Regions from separate parts of the Zea mays genome. Here all the other regions are linked to region 2. The links are chromatin contacts, called in public Hi-C maps. All regions are on one chromosome and are shown on one strand. The core of a region is the stretch at or near the end of the contact, and the rest is flanking DNA. Distances in the headings are between cores, read along the strand shown. Region 1 holds the start of LOC606487. Region 2 holds the start of LOC100285313. Region 3 holds the start of LOC100193620 (Thioredoxin). Region 4 holds the start of LOC100501984 (Histone H2A).

The links. A called contact is a pair of places that touch in the nucleus more often than the background predicts.
Region 1: a contact with region 2 is called in a Hi-C map of bundle sheath, with 3 times the contacts expected there. The contact joins the promoter of LOC606487 here to the promoter of LOC100285313 in region 2. A contact is called at or near these places in 3 of 25 Hi-C or Micro-C datasets (bundle sheath, leaf and tassel).
Region 3: a contact with region 2 is called in a Hi-C map of leaf, with 4 times the contacts expected there. The contact joins the promoter of LOC100193620 here to the promoter of LOC100285313 in region 2. A contact is called at or near these places in 3 of 25 Hi-C or Micro-C datasets (ear, leaf and tassel).
Region 4: a Hi-C map of leaf shows a contact between it and region 2, with 7 times the contacts expected there. The contact joins the promoter of LOC100501984 here to the promoter of LOC100285313 in region 2. A contact is called at or near these places in 10 of 25 Hi-C or Micro-C datasets (bundle sheath, ear, endosperm and 3 more).

What each region holds. Positions count from the first base shown.
Region 1 is chr7:13,498,116-13,504,385 of Zm-B73-REFERENCE-NAM-5.0, forward strand. It overlaps LOC606487, which reads right to left and starts at 3,816. Exons shown (of 3, transcript NM_001112341.1): 1 at 3,727-3,816; 2 at 1,927-2,049; 3 at 1,511-1,829. The coding sequence starts at 3,816. The coding sequence ends at 1,674.
Region 2 is chr7:13,737,039-13,743,362 of Zm-B73-REFERENCE-NAM-5.0, forward strand. LOC100285313 reads right to left here and starts at 3,669. Exons shown (of 3, transcript NM_001158206.1): 1 at 3,591-3,669; 2 at 3,329-3,464; 3 at 432-1,493. The coding sequence starts at 3,439. The coding sequence ends at 723.
Region 3 is chr7:13,580,129-13,586,522 of Zm-B73-REFERENCE-NAM-5.0, forward strand. It overlaps LOC100193620 (Thioredoxin), which reads right to left and starts at 1,675. Exons shown (of 3, transcript NM_001138720.1): 1 at 1,531-1,675; 2 at 1,251-1,373; 3 at 626-1,109. The coding sequence starts at 1,620. The coding sequence ends at 942. It also overlaps LOC103633730 and the pseudogene LOC103632062.
Region 4 is chr7:13,941,698-13,947,545 of Zm-B73-REFERENCE-NAM-5.0, forward strand. LOC100501984 (Histone H2A) reads left to right here and starts at 3,769. Exons shown (of 1, transcript NM_001196581.1): 1 at 3,769-4,497. The coding sequence starts at 3,866. The coding sequence ends at 4,336.

The sequences.
Region 1 (6,270 bases), core at 2,566-5,065, 240 kb before region 2:
GTATGTAGAGCCCGCAGTTAATTCCAAAACTGCCAGTTCAGCGTGTAAGGAAGTCATGTCACCGAGCTTGAACTCGGATGCTATGCTACCATACTGCATATCTACTAGGAGTATAGTAGTAGCATCTTCGTGTGGCCACAGTATACTCTTGGGCGCCTAATCTGCAAATTGTTTCCTAATGAATTTCCTAATTGGCCAGATGCTGCAGACTTGCAAGTGTCAAAATGCGGTGGTTTCTTCAAAAAATGATGTCGATGTGATAGTCCAACAAAGCTTCATCCGAATGCTTATCAGGGAAGTCAAAATGGTACGTTCGGAGCACCACAATCTGGATGTTCAGAGCACCGTATATTTTTTTGGAGCCAACCGCGGGGATTCCCCTACTGGCTACCGAGTTAGGATAGAGAGACTCCACTAGACCTAGGGATGAAAACGGTCGGAAACCGTCGATAAACACTAAAATCATTATCGTTTTCGTAATTTTTATCGGAAACAAAATTGAAAATGGTAATTTCGGAAACGAAAACGATATCGGTATTTCGAAAACATCGGAAACGAAAGTTCGGTGCGGAAAATACACCGGTAACGGTCGAAATCTAAATTACGATCGGTAAACATATCAAACTTCACAATACAACAAAGTTGACAAAAGATCACAAAGACCACAAGTTCACAATTCATGATATAATAAGTTCACAAGGATCACAAATTTATAATATAAAAAGTTTACAAAGATCACACGTTCACAAAATAACAAGTTTTACAGTATAACAAGTTTCCAGACACAAAGTTCACAATTCACAATATCCACTCGATTTAGCTGACATGGCATGTTTACTCATGAAATATTTTTTCCTCACATAAAGAGTTTTTTCACAGCCTCACAGAAAACCCTAAAATTTAGTGTGTGAAAAAGACAGACTGTCGGCTCTCTATCATTATATGTTACTAATATATAACATGTGCATAGAAAAGGGTGAATTTGATCGAGAGACCAAATTGTTAATCTCAACTGCCTTCCAACACTATTTATCCCAAAAAATGGCGTCCAAAAAATACAAAAATAAGTAATCCTTATTCAGAGACGTATAGACGATACGAAAAATCAAATGCTGGAAAATTCCGAGACACAAATCCGGTAATTTCCGACAAAAACCGATAACCGAAGGAAACGGTCGGTAAAACATCACACTGATTCCGATAGAAAATTCTGAAAACCGATTCCGGTTTTGAAGAATACTGTTACCGGTGAATCCGATCGAAAAATTTCAAAATCGATAAACGGAATACCGAAAAATTCTGAAACCGTTTTCATCTTTAATTGGGCCATTGTTTTGCACTGTAGATGATAGATATGCTTGCCCATTGCAGCGCAACGTGATTTATCTATTATTCTATATCCATCCATAGGATCATTCATGATAACAGGAAATCACTGTCACCACTCACCACGGCCTGGTGCAGTGGTGAGCTGGTTGATTCAATTCAAGAGTCACACGCGAACAGAAACGAACTCACAACAAGTATCCATGGTTAAGTATCGCCTCCGGCTCGGATAGAAACAAACATACTACTAGTTCACAATCGCCCACAAACGACAAAGCCAGAACTGATAACGACAACATTTACAGCCATACGTGCTGGCCCTTATTGACGGCGACGACTGATCTCCTTTAGGCAGACGCAGACGCAGGCGCAGGCGCGGCATGCTTCTCGATCTGGGCCAGGAGCTCGTCCTTCCTGGCACCCACGATGGTCGCGACCGTCTTGCCGTTCTTGACGAAGTGGAAGGTCGGCATCGCCTCGACCTCGTAGGCCGCGGTGACTTCCTGTTGGGAGAGAGGAGGAAACAGCGTCATCAGTACACTGTAACGGAAAGGGGGAACCCGGTGAATCGCTCGCTAGCTGTCGGGACACCGTGCTCACCTTCACTTCGTCCACGTCCACCTTCAGGAAGACGACCTGAGTGAACTTCTTGGCGTGTTCGACGAACAGTGGGGCGATGGCGCGGCATGGACCGCACCAGGCGGCAGTGAAGTCGATGACCACCTGAAAGGTTGCGCAAGTTTGACAGAGCTCCATGTTAGAGGCGGTAGAGTTGCTACTCTGCCGGAAAGAAAACGACGGTATTATACTGGAGTGCAGTCCTAGGTCCGACCGTCCGAATGCAACGCCGATCAACTGTGCGCCCTCGGAAGACAACGACAAGGACAAGAACTCGTGGTTGAATCAGAGCATACGGAGTGCAGTCCTAGGCTCTGTTTGCTTCCTATTAGTTCTAGACTGAAAATTAGTTCTAGATTAAATTTTAGTCCCTATCTATTTGGTTCTAAGGACTAATAAACATGTTCAGAACACTGTAGAAAGACTGAAATACCCTTTATGCTTAGGATATCAAGAAGAGAGAGTACTAAATGAAGGGTAGAGATATGAATAAATCTGCTTCAATCTCTTTTAGCTATCCTTTAAACGACTTAACACTAAAATCAATTAGAGAGTGTTTGGTTTGAGGGATCATTCCCTCCAAAATAAGGTAGTTCATCATGAGTTCATTCTTCAAATTTGGTGAGATGACATCATTTCTTATATTAGTACTAACTAAATATGAGGATTAAGATAGTGATGGATCAACTTATTCCATTATACAAACCAAAAAAAATGTGTGGAGTGTGAAGATGATGGACTAGCTCATTCTTCAAACTAAACACCCCACTAATATCTACTTTAGTTCTTCTATTTAGCAAAAAAAAAGGTTAAAGGTTAGTTTGTGAACCCATTTTTCCAAAGGTTCTCATTTTTCAAAAGAAAATTATTCAAAAGAAAATTAGTTCATTTTCCTTTAAAAAAATAGAAATCCTTTGAAAAAATAAAGTTCCAAAGCTACCCCTAAACGACAACTAAAGATTAGTCCTCAAACAAAAAGACCTAAAATCAGTTACTCTACAGTACACAGGAGAAGGTACAGGAGAAGGTACGGAGGTGGTCTGTAGCCCTTGAATCCTTCCCAATTTCAACTTGACTTCCTAGCAAATCTCAACTGCAGCTGTTGAATTCTTTCCCCAATTCCAAATTACTCCCCTTAGAGTGTACGAAATTTCAATATGACATCATGAGCACTTAACAGAGGTCTAAACGTCAAACTCTTCCCATGTTTTAAATGACTTTCTATGACAGCTTAAGTTTATCTATGCATCTACTACTTCGTAGATTTAGTGGAAATACAGATCTCCAAATAGAGCAACTGCCAGCTCAAATTACTCACACAAATGTTGCCGCAAAGCTCATACGGGTTTCCGGTTCAGCATAGAGATCAGCAGTAGGGCAAACTAATTTAAATCACACCTATAATTACTAAGTAACCACGAAAAGCATGTGCAATAAATTCGTTGCATGCACATATCAATACTCCACCCATAATAAATCTGTGTGCACAACCGTGGACATCAAATCGTCTCAGGCTACATCAATCAACATAATCCCTGGACGGAGACGGACTGTACGGACCCGCTAAAATCCCTAAAATCCTGCCCACTACACGCGCCGCACCCTAATCACCCCCGAACACAAGCATCCCAGATGCGATTCAGAGCAAATTTGAACAGGGGGGCGACCGCATAATAAGGAAACCAAAGACGAATCGATTTGAACCGCGGAATCCCCTAAACAGCTTTCCAAACAAAATCACGGGAATGGGGATCGAGGAAGACGAGGCACGGGGACGCGTACCAGCTTGCCGGCTTCCTGGGCCTTGGTCATGTGGGCGTCGAACTCAGCCTTGCTGTGGCACGCGATCACGACTCCCTGCTCGGACGCCATTGATCTCTTCTTCCTCGGTGTCGGTGAGATCGAGAGCTTCTGTTCGTTGTGATTGCAAGGTACCTTTGGTGGCCTCATCCGGTGCGCGTGCACGCGACATTTATAGGCGCAGCGACTGGGTTGAGAAATGACCGGAAAGCCCTGGCGGCCCACGTTGCGGTTACGGGCCGCGTACGCGGGGTTACGTACGTCACCGCGCTCGTGGGCGGCTGCCGTGTTATTTTCTCGAATTCTCGAAGGTTCCCCACTTGTGCTTGTCGACGGCCCGCAAAATATAAACTTGACCGGTCAGCGTATTTGAAACTTGACCGTTAATACATTTATTATTTATCTATTTTAATTATATTTTAAAATGTGTATGGCTACGTTAATATAAACTTGACCGTTTATATTGATACGGTTATTTAAATCTGAACGAGTAGCTACCACGGGCGTGTTATCTTTTTAAAATGTTTTAAAATGCATTTTAAAAACCGTATGGATATTTTTAGCAAATGTGTAGAATTTTTTAATGGAAACTTATTCTAGTTGGTAGTTCTCTTGTGGCATATTATAAGACGTTTTAACATTTTTTGTAGTATAATATATATATATATATATATATATATATATATATATATATATATATATATATAGAAAAATAATAAATCTAGAAAAAATAAAATACCTTATAATTTAAAACAATGGAAAATACAATCCATGTCGTTTGGGTTTGAGGTTGCAACTACTAACTACATTAGTTGCAATAATAGTCATAATTAGGTTTTATTTAGTTTAGCTATAGATTAATAAAAAACTAATTCTAACTGTTATCTATGAGAAAGTTGTTATGAGGTAGGGTAGAAGGCGATTATCAATTGAACTAAAAATTATAATTTTTTAAAAAAATATTCTGTTTTTGTCATCGCTTAATTGAGATTCTAGATTTTAGTATTAAATTTGGTTTAGAAACGTGAACCAAATACATTCTTAATTTGTTGGATTGCATGTGTTATTTTACGCTCTTGTAGTCGTACCTGCATGACAAGGTATGAGGGAAATCACTACATGTTTGGTTCAGCTTTTTTTTGACAAGTTTTTCTAAAAATTTAGCTGTAGGAAGAATCTGACTGTATAGAGAATCTGAGTATCATTAAGATTACATGCGGATGAAAATAAAGGTGTACATAGGGCTCAGAATCTAGAAAGTGACGGATTTCTACTATTTCAACGACTCAACCGTATATGTGTTTATGTTGATTTTTGAATAATTTTTACTCAAACGAATTTTATAAAAACTGTCTGAGAAGCTAAGTGTTTGGCTGTCCGCAGCTTTTGGTGGCCAAAAAGCTAAAAAAACTGAAAAAACAGGGGCGTATGTAAATGCATAGCCATAAAACCTAGGACATGACACAAGATTGAGCCTGGCCCATGAGACAATTTGGTTATCTGGAAGCTTACTTATTTGTGTTGCAAATGGCCCGGTAGAGTTTGCATGGTGGGAAACGAAACTAGACGCTGATGCCAGCTAGGCCCGTATCTACGTTTTCGTAGTCCCGGTGAAAAAAAAATATATAGCCCTATACTAGAAAAAATAAAAATAGCTAATAAAAGTATGGTTTCACCATATAAATATATGTTTTCATGTAATAATTAAAATAATCGAACTGCAATTAGCATTCATGCTAGAAACGTAAAAGGAATTTTTCTTACTAATATCAATATGGCTTGATCTTGATGCCGTGACCTGCTAACCTTAATACCATTCAAAAAATAAAATAAATAAAATGGAACGAGAACACATGACGGAGCTGTCACTACCGGAATTTAGATCTTTGTCAAGTACTAAATATTTTGTCGAGTGTTTTTTTTTACTCGGCAAAAAATCTCTTTGCTGAGTGCCACGTAAAAAACCTCCGGTAAAAGAAAACGCTTGACGAAGAAGTTCTTTGCCGAGTGTTTTATTTTTGAACTCGGCAAAGAGCTTCTTTGCCTAGTGTTATTTTAACACTCGGCAAAGAAGCTCTTTGTCAAGTGCTTTTTTCAACACTAGTTAAAGACAATTTTAAAATCATATTTTAAAGTAGTAAATTAATTCAAATGAAAAAAAATTCAGCTACAAATTTGTATAACTCATCATGATGTACAATTTATATTTTCAACATTTCTTCATATAACAAAATAAAAATAAATTTGTTCATAAAACTTATATCTCTCTCGTAGTTTATGAAACTACGAGAGAGATGTATAAGATTTGTGCATATTGTTAGAACCATCATATGAAATGAACAAATGACCAAACAACCAAAAAAACTTTGTAACACTTGAGAAGTTATAAAATTTTGTAGTTGACAACTTTTTCATTTTAAGTCATCTTATCAGCGAAAACTACGTCTGAATTTTAAAAAAAATAAAATTTAAAATTTTAAAACGGACTCGAAAGAAAAAAACCAACAACATTAAAGTTGTAGGTAT
Region 2 (6,324 bases), core at 2,419-4,918:
ATAAAATGGAACAGGCAACAGAAATTTTTCCAGGGCAACTCGCAACTACATTGGATCCAGCATGAATTTGAGAACTTTTCACCACGAGCAGCAGCTGCAAGCCAGAAAACAAAGCAAACAAGCCGATACATCACATCTGCGGATCTGCCCTAGACATTGCTAGCAAACTTGAGTAGACCAAATGCATGTCTGCTGCAGGAAAATATCACAACAAACCATCACCTGCCTGCATAAATCAGAATCACGCCTTTCCGATTTTATATAGGCAAACCCAATAGCAACAACATCTGAACAGATTGGACACTGCCTGGCAAATAAATAAATATCAGAGCAGACTTTCATTTTCCGCAGATCTGCACATTGCCGCACATCACATCTCAGTATTGATGCCATGTTCAACTACGGTGCAAAACGTGGCACAGTTTTCTCGGTAAGCATAACAGAAGTCCAATTCAAAGACCACATACTGGAATTAGTTCATTATTTAGTGCAAACTCCAAAGTAGTTACACAAACATGACGAATCAACCAGGAGCACACTGCCTAAAGATTACGGTACCAGCATATTAATAACCCATGGACTGAACCATTGTCTTCATAGACTAATAAAACAAACTGCAACTGCTGGATAACACGGAATTGAAGGATCAAGCTGGCAAATGTAAATACTAGTGCATAGCTGAAATACACAGATATCTCTGTTCTGCCTCAGGGGAACATTCTTCAGTAACGATCATCATAAGCACGAGCTGCTCCTCCCCTGCTGGGACGATCGTATGGAGCAGGCCTATCTCGGTAACTCCCACCAAAGCGAGCAGGCCCACCGCCGCCGCCGCCACGTGAACCACCTCTGCCATAGCCACCAGTGCCCCTCGGTTCATCACGGTAGTAACCTCCATTGGACCTCCCTCCATCTCTCTCATAGCTCCTTTCTCTGGCAAAGCCGCTGGACGCATATCGATCTGCACCACTGTACCTGTCACCAGAATAGCGTTCTGCTGCCGGTGCATAGCGATCGCGCCCGGAACCATAATAAGTATCCCTGCTGTCCACATAGCGCCCACCATCATATCGATCATCATCATAGCGAGCAAAACGATCTGATCCTCCAAAGCGATCACCACGTCCACCAGTGCCACCACCATACCTTGAACCGGGAGAATACCTTCCAGTTCTACCACTTCCATCTGAATAAGGGCATTCACGAGCCCAATGTCCAGGACGGCCACATTTGAAACAATCATCACTGGCTGCTGGAACTACATCAGCTCCACTACGATATCCACCTCTACCACCGGACGAGTAACCACCACCACCACCACCACCATATCCATAGCCATCAGAGTTCCTAGGTTCAGCTTTGTTCACAGAAATATTGCGGCCATCCAGTTCTCCGTTATGCATTCCCCGAATGGCAGCATCCACAGCCCGAGGTTCTGAAAATGTGACAAATCCAAATCCCCTAGAGCGGCCTGTCTCCCTTTCCACTACAACCTATACATACAGTGAAAATGAACCAATGGGAAGACAGAAACTATATATAATAGTGAGCAACCAAAAATTCTATCAGTAGGAACAACATGCAAATTAGGGTATCAAATCAAACAGCTAATAAACATTGTGCAAAACGAGTGAAATCATCCCAACTGTACAAGAGTTTGGTCAATCCTTAATTCCTTATGCCACAACTCAAATTTGAATGCAAATCAAAATCTGCTTGACCATTCACTGGTTAAGAACATTAATGATTACTACAGCCAAAGGTCAGAAGTCAAAACTGAAGAATCAAGCACGTGATCACAGACGACAATGATGAGTCTGAACAGTTCCAGGTGAGGGCCACGTGCTGCAAGAACCAGTATCCAATCCAGAGAACTGAACTGAGACCAGTTACTTTTGGGCAATTGTATGGGCACAAAACTAGAGGTGAACTATACCATGACCAGGTAGATTTTAGTTACCCTGCCATATCCTTCAGTACCAGAAAAATATAATCCGGAAGTCTAAATGCATTTTTTAATCCTGGCTTTCCTTTGGCGCAAAGAACTAAGCATTTCCCATGGAAATGCACAATGGAGTGATGGACACTGGGAATAATGCTCTTTGAAGCAAGTGTAGGCAAAGATGAGCATACAACATTCTTCAGCATCACCATTGCTGCCTCGCTACTGAAAGGACAAATGGTTTCTCTGCCTTTCTTATCAAACTGATCCAGAATGACACAACCAAATTTTGCCACAAGTTCAGTCCAGTGCTGGCAACCATGTTTACTTGACTGGAGTTCATTAACCATGCCGGTGATGATTCTTTTGTGTTCTAAAGCTGGAAGCAGTTATCTTAAGTGCTAACAAGGCAAAAACAGGTATCTGGTTCTGTCCACAAAACAGATCACACCTAGCAAAACTGAATCTAACAGTGTATATGCCTCCAATTGATCTTTACTGAACCCATCATCGCAAAAAATGCTAACCAGTGAGCTCAAATGATTAGTGAATTTCTTTTCCTGCAACTTTGCTAACTTCCTAACATGCAGAAATTGAACTGACTGCAGTCTCTGTGAATCAGCAGCTGCTATTAGAATGAAATTGTAAGACTAAAGGGGGAAAAAGAAGCCATAACATACACAAATAAGAAACATCACTTGTTCCAGTTTATGATATATAATTTTTTTAGCTATAGCTGCGGTTATAAAAAAACCAACTTAAAACCATGAGGTTTTTCATAATAACAATAACTTTACTGAAGTCATGAGACACATTTCAGTTACCTATAACTAGGAATGGTGGAAACTGGAAACATAATCAAAATGGTGATAACATGCAACTGGTAAAAATTCAATGAAACTCTATAGTTCCTGGTAACCAAATTAAACATACCCAAGTTACAACAGTTAACAAACAGTTTAATCTTTAATCATCTGTTTCCCCCAGATCGAGCAGAAAATGTTTTTCAAGTGCAGTCTTTCTGTATCACAAAGAAAATTGATTCATTTGCTAAGGTATATGTAAAAACTATATTTGCAGCTAACTATCATTTATTTCTGCGCCTACTGCATCAGACTATCATGCAAGCAGATAGGACAAAAAAAACTATCCATATTTTATGAATCCCTTTGTTTGGAAGGAGCACATCCGTCAAACCACACCAAAACAGGGACCCCAACTAAGGCCTTGTTTGGATGCCCATGTATCCACCTCAATACATGTGCGTGGGGATTGAGGTGAACATGGACATCCAAACAAGCCCCAAACTCATAACGTTGCTAACACAAACTAACCCCAATTCCCTCAAATTACAAGCATCACGGCAGGCCAGAGCTGTCGCTGTACCTGAGCCTCGATGACCTTGCCGTACTGACCGAAGGTGCGCTCGAGCGTGCGCTCCGTGGTGTTCCACGACAGCCCGCCGACGAAGATCCGCCCCACTTTTTCCTCCGCCATCTAGGACCAAATCAACCAGAACTACCTGCACGGCAAAGCGGCGGGAAGATCCCATCAGGAAAACCGAAATTCCGCAGCGATCCGCGCAGCGCAACAGCGCGAATCGCGTCCCGACAAGACCGGACGGGAAGGGATGGCGACTCAGGCTCACCTCCGCGAGACAGGCTGCTCAGATCGAGGCGCTAGGCGGCTAGGGTTTAGAGGAGAATGGAACGATGCCAGCAGACGATGGAATGGTAAGGTATCTGGAGCGTCCTATATATCTCGGGAACTAGCACGTGCCGTCGGATTGGGATTTTTTTCTTTTTTATTTTTACCCTTTTATTAGTTCTCGTTTTCTAGTATTCGCTTGATTAGTCTCTTTTTCAGGAGCCTCTAAATCGAATCTCTAAGCATAAGATACGACTATAAGGGCTAGTTTGGCAGTCCATTTCCACACAGGGAATTTACCTTTTTCCCTGTGCCAGTGGCCCACGCGAGAATCTACCACGGGGTATGGCTCCGACATGTTTGGGAGTTAGCTCTGTGGGGGGATCGACCCGGTCTTAGCGTAGCTTCCGCGTGGAAACGCGCCCGACCTCCGAACGTCGGGCACCTATCCCCGACTCATGTCCTCTCTCGTGCGGTCGCCGGCGCTCTGAAGGAATGTCAGGGATCACAAGATATGGAGCCAGACAGCACCACCAGAGGAACGAAGATGACATGCCCAGACTTCAGCGGCAGCGACACAAGAATGATAGCGTCGGTAGTGGGAAGTTTCTAGAAGAGAGCATGAAGGGGTGAGGATTGGGGAAGAAGACTTGGAAACGAGGAAGCAGGGAGAAAGTAACATCGGTAGTGGGAAGTTTCTAGAAGAGAGCAGGAAGGGGTGAGGATTGGGGAAGAAGACTTGGAAACGAGGAAACAGGGAGAAATACGAGGCTGAGAACTAGTGTTTATGTTCTATGTTCTTGCATAACGTCCTCAGTTACAGAGTCACACATATAACCTTCCATATAGGCCCAGCCCTGCTAGTGTATTACACAGCCCATCAAGGCCCACTCCAATGCACATTCTTGTGTCACTGCCGCTGAAGCCTGGGCATGTCATCTTCGTTCCTCTGGTGGTGTTGTCTGGCTCCATATCTTGTGATCCCTGACATTCCTTCAGTCTGCTACTGCTAACATTCCCATGTCCTTTAAATGTCGTTTGTCCCCAAGCTGGCGGATAAGGAAACCAAAGTTTCAAAGCGTAAAGCAATCATCTCTCAGAATCCCTTCTGTTACGTGAATTCTGCAGCGAAACTTCATACTCGTCAAGCAAAACAAATGGTGGCATGAGAGCTTGATGAAATTTCTGCTAGTATTTTCACTAAGACAAATTCTGCACTCATGTAAGCTTTTCAAAAATATTTCATGAGGCCTGCTCTCATTGTAAATTTGCATCAGAGGAATATTATGATCAGCTAGAAGCCTTCTTGCAATAGCACGTTCATTTCCAACATCTAAAGTTGTCTCCGGGACTATTATTATGTTGTCATTCAATGAAATGCAAGCACATGAAGAGCTATTCAGCCTATCCAGCCATCTATACACTACATCTTGCCCTGGTAGCTCAGTCCATGTCTCATCAAATATGGTATAGAGGTGTGAAACTCTAGGTTCATCCAACCACTTGGCTGAGATAGTAAAATAAGGAGCACTTGTACTAGGATGTAAACATGACAGCAAACATATGTTAGCTTGCCCAATTAACTTGATCCAGGCACAATATCTATAGTTGGAATACATATCGCTGGCATAAGTGGCAAGGCAAAGTATCCTGCCGAATGCACCGTCTTGCAGTTGCATAGACTGAACCATCCTGCTCCCATCATCTTCATTGACAACAACTTGAAACCATAGTCCTTCCTCAAAGGGAAATGTACCCTTGGGACATTTCTATAAGATTTTGGTGATTAAGTGCTCCACACAAATGCTTTGAGTAATATTTGTGCCAAAGACTTAAGAAGTGCAAATCAAGAGTAAAGGTATGTTTCTAAGACTTAGTATATTGTTTTGGAGACTAATGTATTGTGTCTAAGTGCTAGAAACAGGAAAAGACCAATTTGGAAAAGACTTGGCTGAGCAGCCAAGACTCTGCGCAGTCTGGGTGCACCAGACTGTCCGATGGTGCACCGGACTGTCCGGTGCGCCAGGCTGGCTCTAGCGAACTGGCTGCTCTCGGGTTTCGTCGGCGGCGTACGACTATAAATCACCGGACTGTCCGGTGGTGCACCGGACTGTCCGGTGAGCCAACAGTCGGCCGGGCTAACGGTCGGCCGTGTAATCCGCGCGCGACGCGTGGCAGAGCCAACGGTCAGAAGGGGGCACCGGACTGTCCGGTGTGCACCGGACAGTGTCCGGTGCGCCAATGACTCTGGATCTTCAACGGTCAGCTGCGCCAAAACAGGAAAGAAATCTGCACTGGACTGTCCGGTGCGCCAGGCGTCAGAAGGCAAGAATTGCCTTCCTGGAATGCTCTCAACGGCTCCTAGCTGCCTTGGGGCTATAAAAGGGTCCCCTAGGCGCATGGAGGAGTACACCAAGCATTCTCTAAGCATTCCTAAGCACCAAGACTCCAATTCCGCGCATTCGATTCCTTGTGATAGCAACTAGAGCTCCATTTGAGTAGAGAACTCTTTGGGTTGTGTTGTGAGCTTGAGTTGTAACTTGTGTGCGTGTTTATGCTCTGATTTTGTGTCTTGTGTGCGTTGCTCATCCCAGCCTTACTTCCGTGCTTCTTTGTGAACATCAAATTGTAAGGGCGAGAGGCTCCAAGTTGTGGAGATTCCTCGCAAGCGGGATATAGTGAAACAAAGCAAAACACCATGGTATTCAAGTGGGTCTTTGGACCGCTTGAGAGGG
Region 3 (6,394 bases), core at 425-2,924, 160 kb before region 2:
CGGCAAAAAATATGGCACTCGGCAAAGAGCCAAATTCCGGTAGTGGGCGGCGCCTTGATCTCGCTCCCGGGAGGGACCCCGTCAGGGAGGAGAGATCTTAGGTGTTGTCTAGGCTCGGCAGGCCGACCTAGACTCCTCTAATCGACGTAGAGTCGAAGAGAAGCGGAGAATTTAGGGATTGGAAGGCTAAACTAGAACTACTCCTAAATGTATAAGAAATAAATGCGAGATAAGTTGATTATTGATTCGATTGATGATGCTTAATCGATCGTAATCCTCTGTATTTATAGAGGAGAGGGCTGGACACTTTACAAACTAATCTCCCGAGCTAATTCTGCGAATTTAGCTAACAACCGTAGCACAAAACTCGGAACTATAATCTGCTCTGTGCAAGCGTAGACCGTCCGCACCACCAGTGCGTACCGTCTGGCCCTAGGGCCGGCCCGTCCGGTCCTTATTTTGGTGCTCAACACAGCCAACGTAACTTATTTCGCATCTGTCTATGCAGCCTACGCTTCAAACATGCATACAACCAAACATAAACTCAGATAAAGTCAACGTGAGTATGGTGACGCGGGACGAGATGGTGCAGGTAACCAATCACACGGTAACTGAAGCCAGACTTCCGCGGAACCCCGTCACAAGTATCCATACATATTATTGTATTCTTGTTCATCAGATCGATAACCCGTCCAGCACGGGAGCGAGCGTATATAGCGACTCCGAGATCATCGAGCTGAACATAGTACACACTACAATCACTTTTAAACGACCAAACTGCAGATCGACACAGTGGCGGCGCATACTCTGCTAGCTACTACCGCGCGCGCCACTAATTTGTCGTCGTACGTTGGCCTTTATTTATTTATTTATTTATTTATTTATTTATTTATTGACGACTGGTGCGCGCGCGCTATTTGCTACACATCACATCTCCTGAATTAGGCGGACGCCGAGGCAGGAGCCGTCGTAGTGCCAGCGGCGGCGTACTTCCTGACGGCGTCCCGGAGCTCGTCCTCGTCGACGGTAGCAAAGCTCTCGAGCGTCTCGCCGTTCCTGATGAAGCAGAAGGTCGGCATCACATGGACGCCGTAGATCTTCGCGACTTCCTGTACGTACACGTACGACGTACGTGTAGAATTGAACAAAGGAGATTAACAGCAGCACATGTGGATGTGGTCAGTACGACGGACGACGACGACGCTGACGCTGCGTCTGCGTGCGTGCATGCGCTCATTATATTGACTCACCAGCAGTTCGTCCACGTCGACCTCGAGGAAGACCGCGGAAGGGTACTTGCTGGCGCAGTCCGCGTACACCGGGGCCATCATCTGGCACCCACTGCACCAGGGGGCCATGAAGTCGATGACCACCTGACGACGACGGCCGGTAATTGGCAGGCAAATTGTGCTCAGGATGTTAGCTTTGTTTGAGGCGGCCGTCGAGTTGTTGCAGAAGATGCATGCATTTGTATCACAAGAGCAAGATGTGCAAGAGATGGCGATGATGGCTGCTCGTGTGGGTACGTACCAGCTTGCCCTGCTCCTTGGCCTTGGCCATGCGGGCGTCGAACTCGTCCTTGGTGTGGCACGCGATCACGGCACCCTCCTCGGCCGCCATTATTCCGACCCTCGCTCTCTTCTCCTTTCCTCGGTGTGGGATCCGAAGCCCTTGCAGAGTTTGCGCTGGTAGCCTACGCGAGCCGCGGGCGGCTTTTATAGGCGCAGCGAGCGACTGGGCGCGACAGGGACGGGCTACTAGGTCGAGGCCGCGATCGAGGCAGCTTGCATGGCGCCGGCGGGCTCCGGCCGGTCCCCTGTGCCATTCCCAGGTCTTCGAGCTCTCTAGATCGGCGTGCCTCGTTATCGACGGTCGTCGACGTGGTGCAAAATCCGTACGATACTGAAAAAAAAAGTCAGTAGATAAGTGCTCTAAACTGATGGCACGCAAAAATTTATACCGACAGTTTCAGTTAGCACACTGAAAATAAATAGGTGAGCACGGCTTAAAAAACCGCATGTGTAAATATATTTTCGCTTGGGGTTCACCTAAATCAACCGCCAATAAAAAAAACTATTTATACTGACAGTTGTGTTAAATGAATCGCAAGTGGAACGTTATTTTCACTGCATGTGCACTTAAGCCAACCTCCAGTGGAACGGGCTACTTCCACTTCGGTTTTGTTAACACAGCCGCCAATGAACGCCAGTGCATCAATTTGTCTTAAAAAGTAATTTTATAAAAGTATATATGTATTAACATTCACCAAATCTAACTCAGTACCAGAGAGTACTGAGTACCACAATACTTCCATTTCGGTTTTGTTAACACAACCGCCAATGGAGTCCCTGAAGAAGGCAGCAGAAGAGCCTTTATACGACGAGTCTAAGGGTTGTACCAAAGAGTCCACGATGCTCCGGTCTGTGCTAAAGTTGTTGATGTTAAAAGCTAGATATGGTTTGTCTGATGCTGGCTTCGATGCGTTTTTAGTATATCGCAGACATGCTTCCAAAGGAGAACAAAGTGTCTGCTAACATGTACTATGCAAAGAAACTAATCAGTCTGCTAACTATGGGTGTGGAGAAAATCCACACATGTAGAAATCACTGTATCCTTTATCAAGGTGATGATTATAAAGACTTAGAGAGTAGTTACCCAAAGTGCAATGCAAGTAGTACAAGACGAATAAAGACTATCGAGAGAAAGAGTGTGTTGCATCCGTGTCTAATGGGAATAAGCGAAAGAAAGACCAAACGAAGACTTCAAAATTCACGAGCAATAAAAAATAAGTAGACTATTATGCGTTCAAAAAGATTCCTGCTTTGGTGATGTGGTACCTCCCTGTCGTCGATCGATTGAGGTGTCTGTTCGCTAACCCTGAGAATGTCGAACTTTTGAACTGACATTCTTTTGATAGGTACAAAAATGATGGGAATCCAGTCGATGGGAAGCAGTGGCAAGATTTCAATGACAACCACCGAGACTTCGCCGACAAACCAAGAAATGTTAGGTTCGCACTGAGTACTGATGGAATGAATCCATTTGCTGAGAGGAGCAGCAAGCATAGCACATGGCCGGTGATCCTCACCATATACAACCTTCCTCCATGGTTGATGCAGAAACGAAAATACATTTTGCTAACCATTCTTATTTTAGAAAATGTATTTTCACTAGCGGTTTGCTTCTAAATGTATTTTCACTAGCGGTTTGCTTAATAAAACCGTCTCTGAAAATGTTGATTTTCACTGGCCTCTATCACTGCGGCATTGAAAAACGTCAGTGCAAATAGCTCTACGACCGTCACTATAGAGTTTCTCTGTACCAGTGAATTAAACCTTTGAATCATGTAGTCGATCGATGTACGTGCTGCAAAACTTTTTTTTTCATCTAAATTCGTTGAGGAACCTAAATACTCATTTTATATGTGATCTGAAAACCCTCAGCAACGCTGGTTCTAGAACGGGTGCCCGATGAGCTCCTCATTGTCACTCTCATACTATGAGTTCAGAAAAAAGATCTCTAAACCAACAGTGAAAATGAGATCTGAGTCATGCAGCAGTACCCACTATATGTACCACCATTTGAGATAGAGGTTATTGGAAGGTAGTAGGGCCGGTGGTTACCATTGCCACCCAACCATTTCTTTGTGGCACTGCCGTATTCCAATTGGCGACTCTGTGTGCTGCTCATCTAAATAGAATGTGCGAAACTATGAGCCCCGACATAAGGAATTGGAGACGCAAAGAGCACTAGAACAAGAAGACGCAAAGAGCAGAATTAATGTAGAAAGCCATACCGCGGGTGTCAACTGTCAATCAATAACAGAAGGTCGCTGCTATTTAAATCTTTGTCGTCAAGCTGTATGCATCTGTAGTGCACATTATTGTTGGAAAAAAAAAAGAGGGCAGTTTTGCAAGTTGAACTTGACGTCTAACGCGTGTCATCTTCTTCCTTGGAACATCGTGTTCTTCCGTGGGTGGTTCTCTCCGCAAGTGGGACAAGGGAGATTTGGTACTTGAAGAAGAGGCGTAGCCCCTTCAGTGTGTCAGTGACCCGAGTTTCCACATTCGTAGGTGCAGTTTCTTGTAGGATCGTCACACGGTTGCTAGCTCGCACGTCGCGTACTCGCATGCAATGTCTCTAGAAGCAATGAGGAAGCACCAAGCATCCATAGGTGCAGTTTCGTTTCTTGTCGTGCAAAACCAAAACGGGAATCCCAACAAAAGCCACCGGCCAGTGACGACAAAACGGGAGGCCCAAGAATTAAAAGCCACCAGCTAGTAAGATAAGATATGCATTCCGTTAATTTAGTTACTCATAATCGATATTGGTCTTGGAAAATACAGCAATAGTACCACTGACTTCTGAGAATAATTTAATTTTATAGTATTAATATATAGATAAATGCTCGTGTATTGTACCCAAAATATCTCTACAACTATTAAGACTCATCTGTAGACTGCCCCCGCTCCTTGCCCAACGAAACCCCCGCTCCCGCACGCCCCGCCGACCTCTGCTGCCGCAACGCCGCAGCCGCCGCGAAATCCGCACCCACCCGCGCGACCTCTACTGCCGCAAGGCCGCAGCCGCCGCGAAATTTGCACCCACCCGCGCGCCGCAGCCCTTTGTCCGCGCCGGAGCCTAGCACCGAACCGCCGCGGATTCGCCACTACATCACCGGCCATGGCTTCGGGCATGCCACCCGCGCCCTCGAGGTCCGCCGCCGCTCTCTCCGCCCGCTTGCAGCTTGCCTGCCTGGTGCCGGCGCGTACTGTTTCCTGACCCCATCGTCTCCAGGTGGTGAGGCACCTGGTCACCGCAGGGCACGACGTGCACGTGGTCATCGCCGCGCCCGAGTTCGTCTTCACCACCGAGATCGCCTCCCCCAGCCTCTCCGACAAGCTCGCGTCCCCGTCCACATCCGAGATGCTCGCGCCCGCGCCTTGGATGGAAGCCCAGAATCGCCTTCCATCGAGGATTCTACACCACGCGTCGCGCCCCCTCCCCGCACGCAAGCCCCCGCCTGCACATTCTCCGCCACCCCATCCCCTGTCCGGCGCGTGTGCCACGGCCTCCCTCGACCAGCGGCACGCGTACGCCATCACCCCCTCCCTACTGCTCCCATCCGCGGTGCTCACCTTCGCCATCGCGCAATCCATCAAGGTCCTCACCACCTGGTACGCCCTCTCCCCCTATCTATCTCCACGCGGTGCCCGGATCTGAGCTCCCTCCATGACGGGATCTGCATCTGCCCACCCTCCTCCGCGCGCGCGACCGACGTGCAGGTATAAGGAGAACCGGTGGGACGCGAAGCAGCTGGTGGGCTCCGGTGGGATGCCGTCCTCGCACTCAGCCACCGTCACAGCGCTCGCTGTCGCCGTCGGCCTGTAAGAGGGGCTCGCCAGCTCGTTGTTCGCCACCGCCGTCGTCTTTGTCTTCGTGGTTGGTTCCCCTTCCCACTCCCCCTCTCCCTTTCGACACCAAAAAAAACGCGCTGACCATCTTTGGCAAGCTGTCGCCCACCCCACCCCAAAACCCTAGCTCTATTCCATCGCTCCCGTACTCCCTATTGCGGCGGTTGAGAACAGTGGCGACAAGATCTCATGGAGAGAAGCTATGCGGACCCCAGGAAAGGTGAAATCGTCGTGCGATGGTGGAGATGGCCGATGGGAGGCTCCACCAGCCCTAGGGTGTGGCCAACAAGACGCTACTCGCCACTGCGTGGGTCGGCAGTGAGATCTCAGGGAGAGAAGCCATGCAACCCCATGAAAGGCGAAACTGTCGCACGATGGTGGAGACGACCGGCGGTAGGATGCAAGTATGAGCATTTGGCAAAGAGAGTATTCCTCCCCATGCTCCCGCTCCCTCCTGCACCCCACGCTCGCCGACGAGCCGCTCGACCTCGTCGCAGCTTGCCGAGCCATCATGCGCCCCGGTGCGGTGGTCAACATCAATCCACGCCGTCAATCGCGTGTTGGTCCTACGCTCAGTGCATGAGTCCTTCAACTGGCGGTGGTGGAGCAACCGTACTACCACAGCGCATACACAGGACGTAGAGAACAACTCCAGAAGGTGAGCCCCAGATCTCCGCTGCCGTCTTCTCGCCTGAAAAAAGAGGGGCATCTCTATCGCCACCAACCACTAGCAGGCGGCGGACGCTGCTCGCAGCAGGTAACGGCGTGCATCAGGGTAATATATTGCAAATAGTTTAGGGTTTCAGTTTCATTCACGAGTTTAGTACATGATTAATGTATTTTCTCGTTGGATTCTGAGCTCCCAACCTGATGATTAGCGTTGTTTGCACAAAAAACCGAGATCTGTCGTCGAAGACCACCTAACTGTTTCTCATGGCAGACTTGCTTGCTTGCTTTGGCTTGGTTCATTGACAATTTAC
Region 4 (5,848 bases), core at 2,519-5,018, 200 kb after region 2:
CATCTCTCGATTGGATAGCACCAATGTCCCTGCATGGGCCTCCCATTCGTGCCTCATAGAGGAGATGAAGAATCAAATGCTGCATTAGATTGAAGAAGTCGGGTGGAAATATCTTCTCAAGCTTACGTAGTAACATGGGTGCCAATCTTTCCAAGTCTACAACCACAGTCCGAGTTAACCCTTTTGCACAAGCTGGCGGAAGAAATAGCTCAACTATGAAAGCGCTAGCCAGACATGCTCAGGGACATAGCTCCAAACCATCGCAGGAAGAATCCGTTCAATCCATATGTGGAAGTCATGACTCTTCATCCCTAAGACTCGCAGAGTAGATAAGTTCACCCCCTACTTAGGTTAGCTGCATACCCATCAGGGAACATCAACATCTTGATCCACTAAAGTACTTCCTCTGGGCCCTGCTTAGGACGAAATCGGCCTTAGGCCTTCTCCATGTCTTTCCACTACTAGGGAGCTTCATCTCTTGGTTTGGTCTATCACATAAGGCTGTCAGATCCACTCTTGCCTTTATGTTATCCTTTGTCTTATTAGGAATGTCCATAATTGTTGACCAAAGTGCCTCAACAACATTCTTTTCAGTGTGCATCACGTCAATGTCGTGTGGAAGGAGCAGGCCGTGAAAGGGAAATGTGCCCTTGGGCCATTTCTATAAGTGTTTTGGTGATTAGATGTCCAACACAAATGCTTTGAACTCTTATGTGCAAAATGTGTGAAAAGTGCAAATCAAAGTACAAGGTATGTTTCTAGACTTAGTATATTATTTTGTATACTAATGTGCTTGTCTAAGTGCTAGAAACAGGACCAAGAAAAGAGAAGATTTGAATTGAAGAAGAGTTGGCTCTGTACAGCCAACAACTGCTCGAGCCTGGCGCACCGGACTGTCCGGTGGTGCACGAATAGTGTCCGGTGACCTAGGCTTGCCGCTAGTGAACTGGCTGCTCTCGGGAGATGACGGAGTCGTACGGCTATAATTCACCGGACTGTCCGGTGTGCCGTCAGTGACAAACTCGTCACTCTCGGGAAAAGGAAAAAGGCGACGTGGCTATAATTCACCGGACTGTCCGGTGGTGTACTGGACTGTCCGGTGAGCCAACGACGCCAGCAGCAACAGTCGTCCGCGCGATCAACGCGTGACACGTGGCCCGCCCCAACGGTCGGCTCGATGCACCGGACTATCCGGTGTGCACCGGACAGTGTCTGGTGCGCCAACGGGCCGGAGGAGCAACGGTCGGTTGCGCCCGATATGGAAGGAGATCGTGCACCAGACATGCTACTTAGTCGCACTAGAATCGCGTGTCTCTTGTGTTGCTTTTTCTGTGATTGTTGTGTTCACAAGAACTCGCTTCAAAGCTACTTAGTCGCACTAATACTTTAATAACTAAGTTTTGTGGCTATTTAGTGTTTGATTTTATAGGATCACCCATTCACCCCCCCTCTAGGTGCTCTCAGGTCGTCATAATAGGGGAGCCGAGTCAAGCCCGACTTATGTGTCCACATATGCTGCTCACCATATCCAACAAAACCACCTTCTGTATTGGCCACGAGCCTATCTATCTGTTGATGAATTTCGGCACCAGTCATCGTTGCAGGTGGGCGGTGTGTCACTACAAGTCTACGACACCTTTTGTAAAGTTCTTGATGTCTAGGCGGAATGGATGGTTAGGAGAAATTGTCAATGTTTATCGAATGACGAATATTTGCCACCTTTTTTAACCAAAGGAACCTAAGAGCTTCCTTGCAAACTGGGCATGAGAACTTACTGTGAACACACCAGGTGCAGAATAGCCCATACACTGGTAAGTCATGCATGGAGTACTGGTACCAAACATGCATTTTGAAGTTTGTCTTCGTAGCTCGGTCATACATCCATGGCCCTTCCTCCCAAGCACGTACCAATTCATCGATCAAAGGCTCCATGTACACGCCCATTTTATTCCCTAGGTGTCCGGGAATTATCAACGACACGAATATATTCTGCCTTTGAAAGCACACACCGGGGGGATTGATTGGGATAACAAACACGAGCCAACATGTGTACGGAGCAGCGCTCATTCCATAGAGATCGAACCCATCTGTGGCCAGCGCAACACGTACATTACGAGCCTCTTCGACTTTCTCACGGTGAATGGCATCAAAGTGCTTCCATGCTTCACCATCGAATGCGTGCACCATCTTGTCAGGATTGTACCATGTCATCTGTTTCGCGGATTCCTCGGTCATGTATATACGCTGGATCCTCGATATGAACGGAAGGTGTCGTAGGATTGTCAAGGGGATGTCGAGCTGCCTCTTCTGTCCATCACCAGAGTCTACCTCCATGAACCTAGATGATTTACACTTCGGATAGTACTTTGCCTCCGCGTATTCTTTCCTAAATAGCACGCAGCCCTTCGGACAAGCATGTATATGCTCATACGTCATCTTGAGTGCACGAAGGAGTTTCTGTGCCTCGTATATGCTATTTGGCAGAACGTGATCCTCCGGAAGCAGGCTGCCAATAATCGTCAACGAGCCATCGAATGTGTCTCGACTCATGTTGTACTGCGACTTCAATGCCATTACACGTCTAATGGCATCCAATTGAGAAACCTTTGTGTGACCGTGAAGGGGCTTCTGTGCCACGTCAAACATGTCGTAGAACGCCTTTGCAGTCGGCTCTAGCTCGTCGTTCGTACATCCTCCGGTGTACTATGCCTCGTGATAATCGTTCAACATATCCGCTACCCCCGCATCGGTATCATAATGCTCGACGCGTTGTCTCAGCATCTTCTCTCTCGTACGATGCACTTCACCATGAAAGATTCACCGAGTATAGCCCGACGTAAATCCTTTCTTCCAAATATGTTCTACCATAGACTTCTTTGATTTTCTTTTCCGGTTGGCACATTTGCTGCACGGGCATGGGACTAGACTCGCTCCTTTAGCAGCTTCACCATATGCTCGTTCCACGAAATCATCGGTCTTTCTAATCCATTTAGAGGTGACATCATTCCTTCATACACGGTACGTGTACATCCACTCACGGTTCTCCATCCTCTAAAAAAATTAACAGAACTCTATCAACAAAAAATTTCGGCTGCACCTCTCCTGCGTGGGGAGGTGTCCAAAACCTGCAAATAAAAGTAGCAGCACGATGACTAACAACCACACATATTTTAAGGCCTTGTACATAAGGGAGCAAGCATACATCAAGCTTGTTGACCTAAAGCTGGCAGAGTTTGATGTGAAGAAAGTGTTGTAAATTGATCATGACAACAGGTATAAGGGAGCAAACATACATCGAGATGTAGTATTTGAGATACTGTAGTATCTTTTCTAATATAGTGTTTGGCAGACTCTTCAAAAACTATGTTTTCAAAGCTGTAGTAAGTTTTCAATATTGTGGTAAAAAATGTCTTGACATTAACTGTAGTATTCTAATACTGTAGTTTTGAAATAATTTATTTACAAACAGGGCCTTAACTGGAGCAAAGCGTAGCCTACATGAAAAAGGTAACTTCGCATGCAGATTATTGCAGTATTACATGAAAACGGTAGTAATTCCTGAGCTAAAAACCGGATTCCCGCGCTGCTTTGTATCCTCGCACCTGATTGGCCTAGTAACACCTCCCACGGATCGTCTTCCCAGCTCCCCATCGGCCGTCCGTGCCACTATCGATCCGGCCGTCCATCGCGTTTGCACACGGATCGAGGGGCCCACCACCCCACCCTTTTCGCGGGGTTTTAAAAGCACCCCACCTCGCATCCCCTCTGGCATCACACACTCGACTCTCCTCTCTCGCATCCGCAGCCTTTCGAGCTCTACTCCACCCCCTCGATCTCGAAGCGCAGCAGCAGCAGTCAGGCGGCCATGGACGCGAGCGCAGCCGGAGCCGGCGGGAAGGCGAAGAAGGGCGCGGCCGGGCGCAAGGCCGGCGGGCCGAGGAAGAAGTCGGTGACGAGGTCCGTCAAGGCCGGGCTGCAGTTTCCCGTCGGCCGCATCGGGCGGTACCTGAAGAAGGGCCGGTACGCGCAGCGCGTCGGCACGGGCGCCCCCGTCTACCTGGCCGCCGTCCTCGAGTACCTGGCCGCCGAGGTGCTGGAGCTGGCCGGCAACGCTGCCAAGGACAACAAGAAGACCCGCATCATCCCGCGCCACGTGCTCCTTGCCATCCGCAACGACGAGGAGCTCGGCAAGCTGCTGTCCGGCGTCACCATCGCCCACGGCGGCGTCCTCCCCAACATCAACCCGGTGCTCCTGCCCAAGAAGACCGCTGAGAAGGCGGCGGCCAAGGAGGCCAAGTCGCCCAAGAAGGCCGCCAAGTCCCCCAAGAAGGCATAGAGGGGCGGGCGCCTTTACCGCTGTGATGTTGAATGCTCGTGTTCAGTAGATCTTTACGTCTGTAGTGTCGTCGTTGTTATTGGAACTGGTTAGTAGATCTGTGCATTGTGGTTGAAACGTGATTCCCTGATTTCAGAAATCTAATTTGCAATTTGGGTGCACAAATATACTCGCAATGGTTTATATAGTCCTAGTGCGGAAGACTAACTGAATAGGTTTTATTCGGAATCTCACACCAAACATATCAATATTTAGAAACATGAATTGCTAACAGCTGGGTCAACACCATAAGATATCTATCAAGTTCCTGGTATATGACTGTTGGAAACAGTTGGATGCAACACAACTTTGTGGAAGCGTCTTGCCCAACTCGACCGTAGATTGCTGCAACAAAGTGGCTAACCAGTATACAACCATCCTCCACAACAACGCTAAAGTACTTGAAATAACCAGCATCTACAATGAACTTTAGGCTCTGTACTAGGAAAGTGTTGTTACCAATCCAGTAGTACAATGAGAAAATTCGGTTTGGAAACTAGATATATCTTGAGATTAACATCTGAGCTGCAATTTGTACAGGACATTGAATGCCAAGCTAGGAAGTAACAAAGCTACAGGACTAGCTAATGCATCATATTAGAGCAACAAAGGAACGGGATGTTCAGGAATAGCCAAAGCTCCAAGGCAAGCATGGATAATGGATTGGTCACTGGCCAACACCACAAAACAAAACTGGGAAGCTCCCAAAGGCTTGCAAACGGGCTGGGAATGTAAATACAGTTCCTTTTCTCACCCCATTTCTCGGGACCCAGGCAAGAGAATGTTGGGTTCCTCCTATCAATACTAACAAAGAAACCATTGTCTCGCACACCATCCACTTTTACCCACTTGGCTGGTTCAACTTGAAAGTCTAGGCGAAATACATAAAAAGTTCCAGAAAATCCACAAGAGGGATCAATTATTACTGAGAAGTGAACCAAGAGAAGCATGTCACCACAGACCCAGACCACCAACCATGGTGCATTACACAGGCCAAGAAACATGTCCGCGTCCCAGACAACCAGGGGCGGAGGGCTTAGGGCATGTTTGGTTCGTTACCTCAATTGCCACACTTTGCCTAACTTTTTTGCCTAAAGTTAGTTATTCAATTCGAACGACTAACCTTAGGCAAAATGGGGCATAGTTAGCCACAAACCAAACAAGCCTTTAATGTGGCGAGGTATGGGGGTTTGTGGCTGGTTATTTTCTGTTTCTATTTCTTCCTGCCGCTTTCCAGTTCACTTACAGTATTTAACCCCACACTTCCTGGGCTGGCTCAATTACCCGCGTACAATACGGCCCGTCGGCCCATCCGACTTACAACTCCACACAAGCACCACACCTCTCTTTTTCAGCTACTGGTTCCCATTCGGCACCATCTTCAGGCTTCAGACATCGATGGCACAACCTATCTTCAATTCAGGGTCGTGACATCTGCCCCACTTGAAAGCTTGCTTGTCCCCAAGCAGGGGT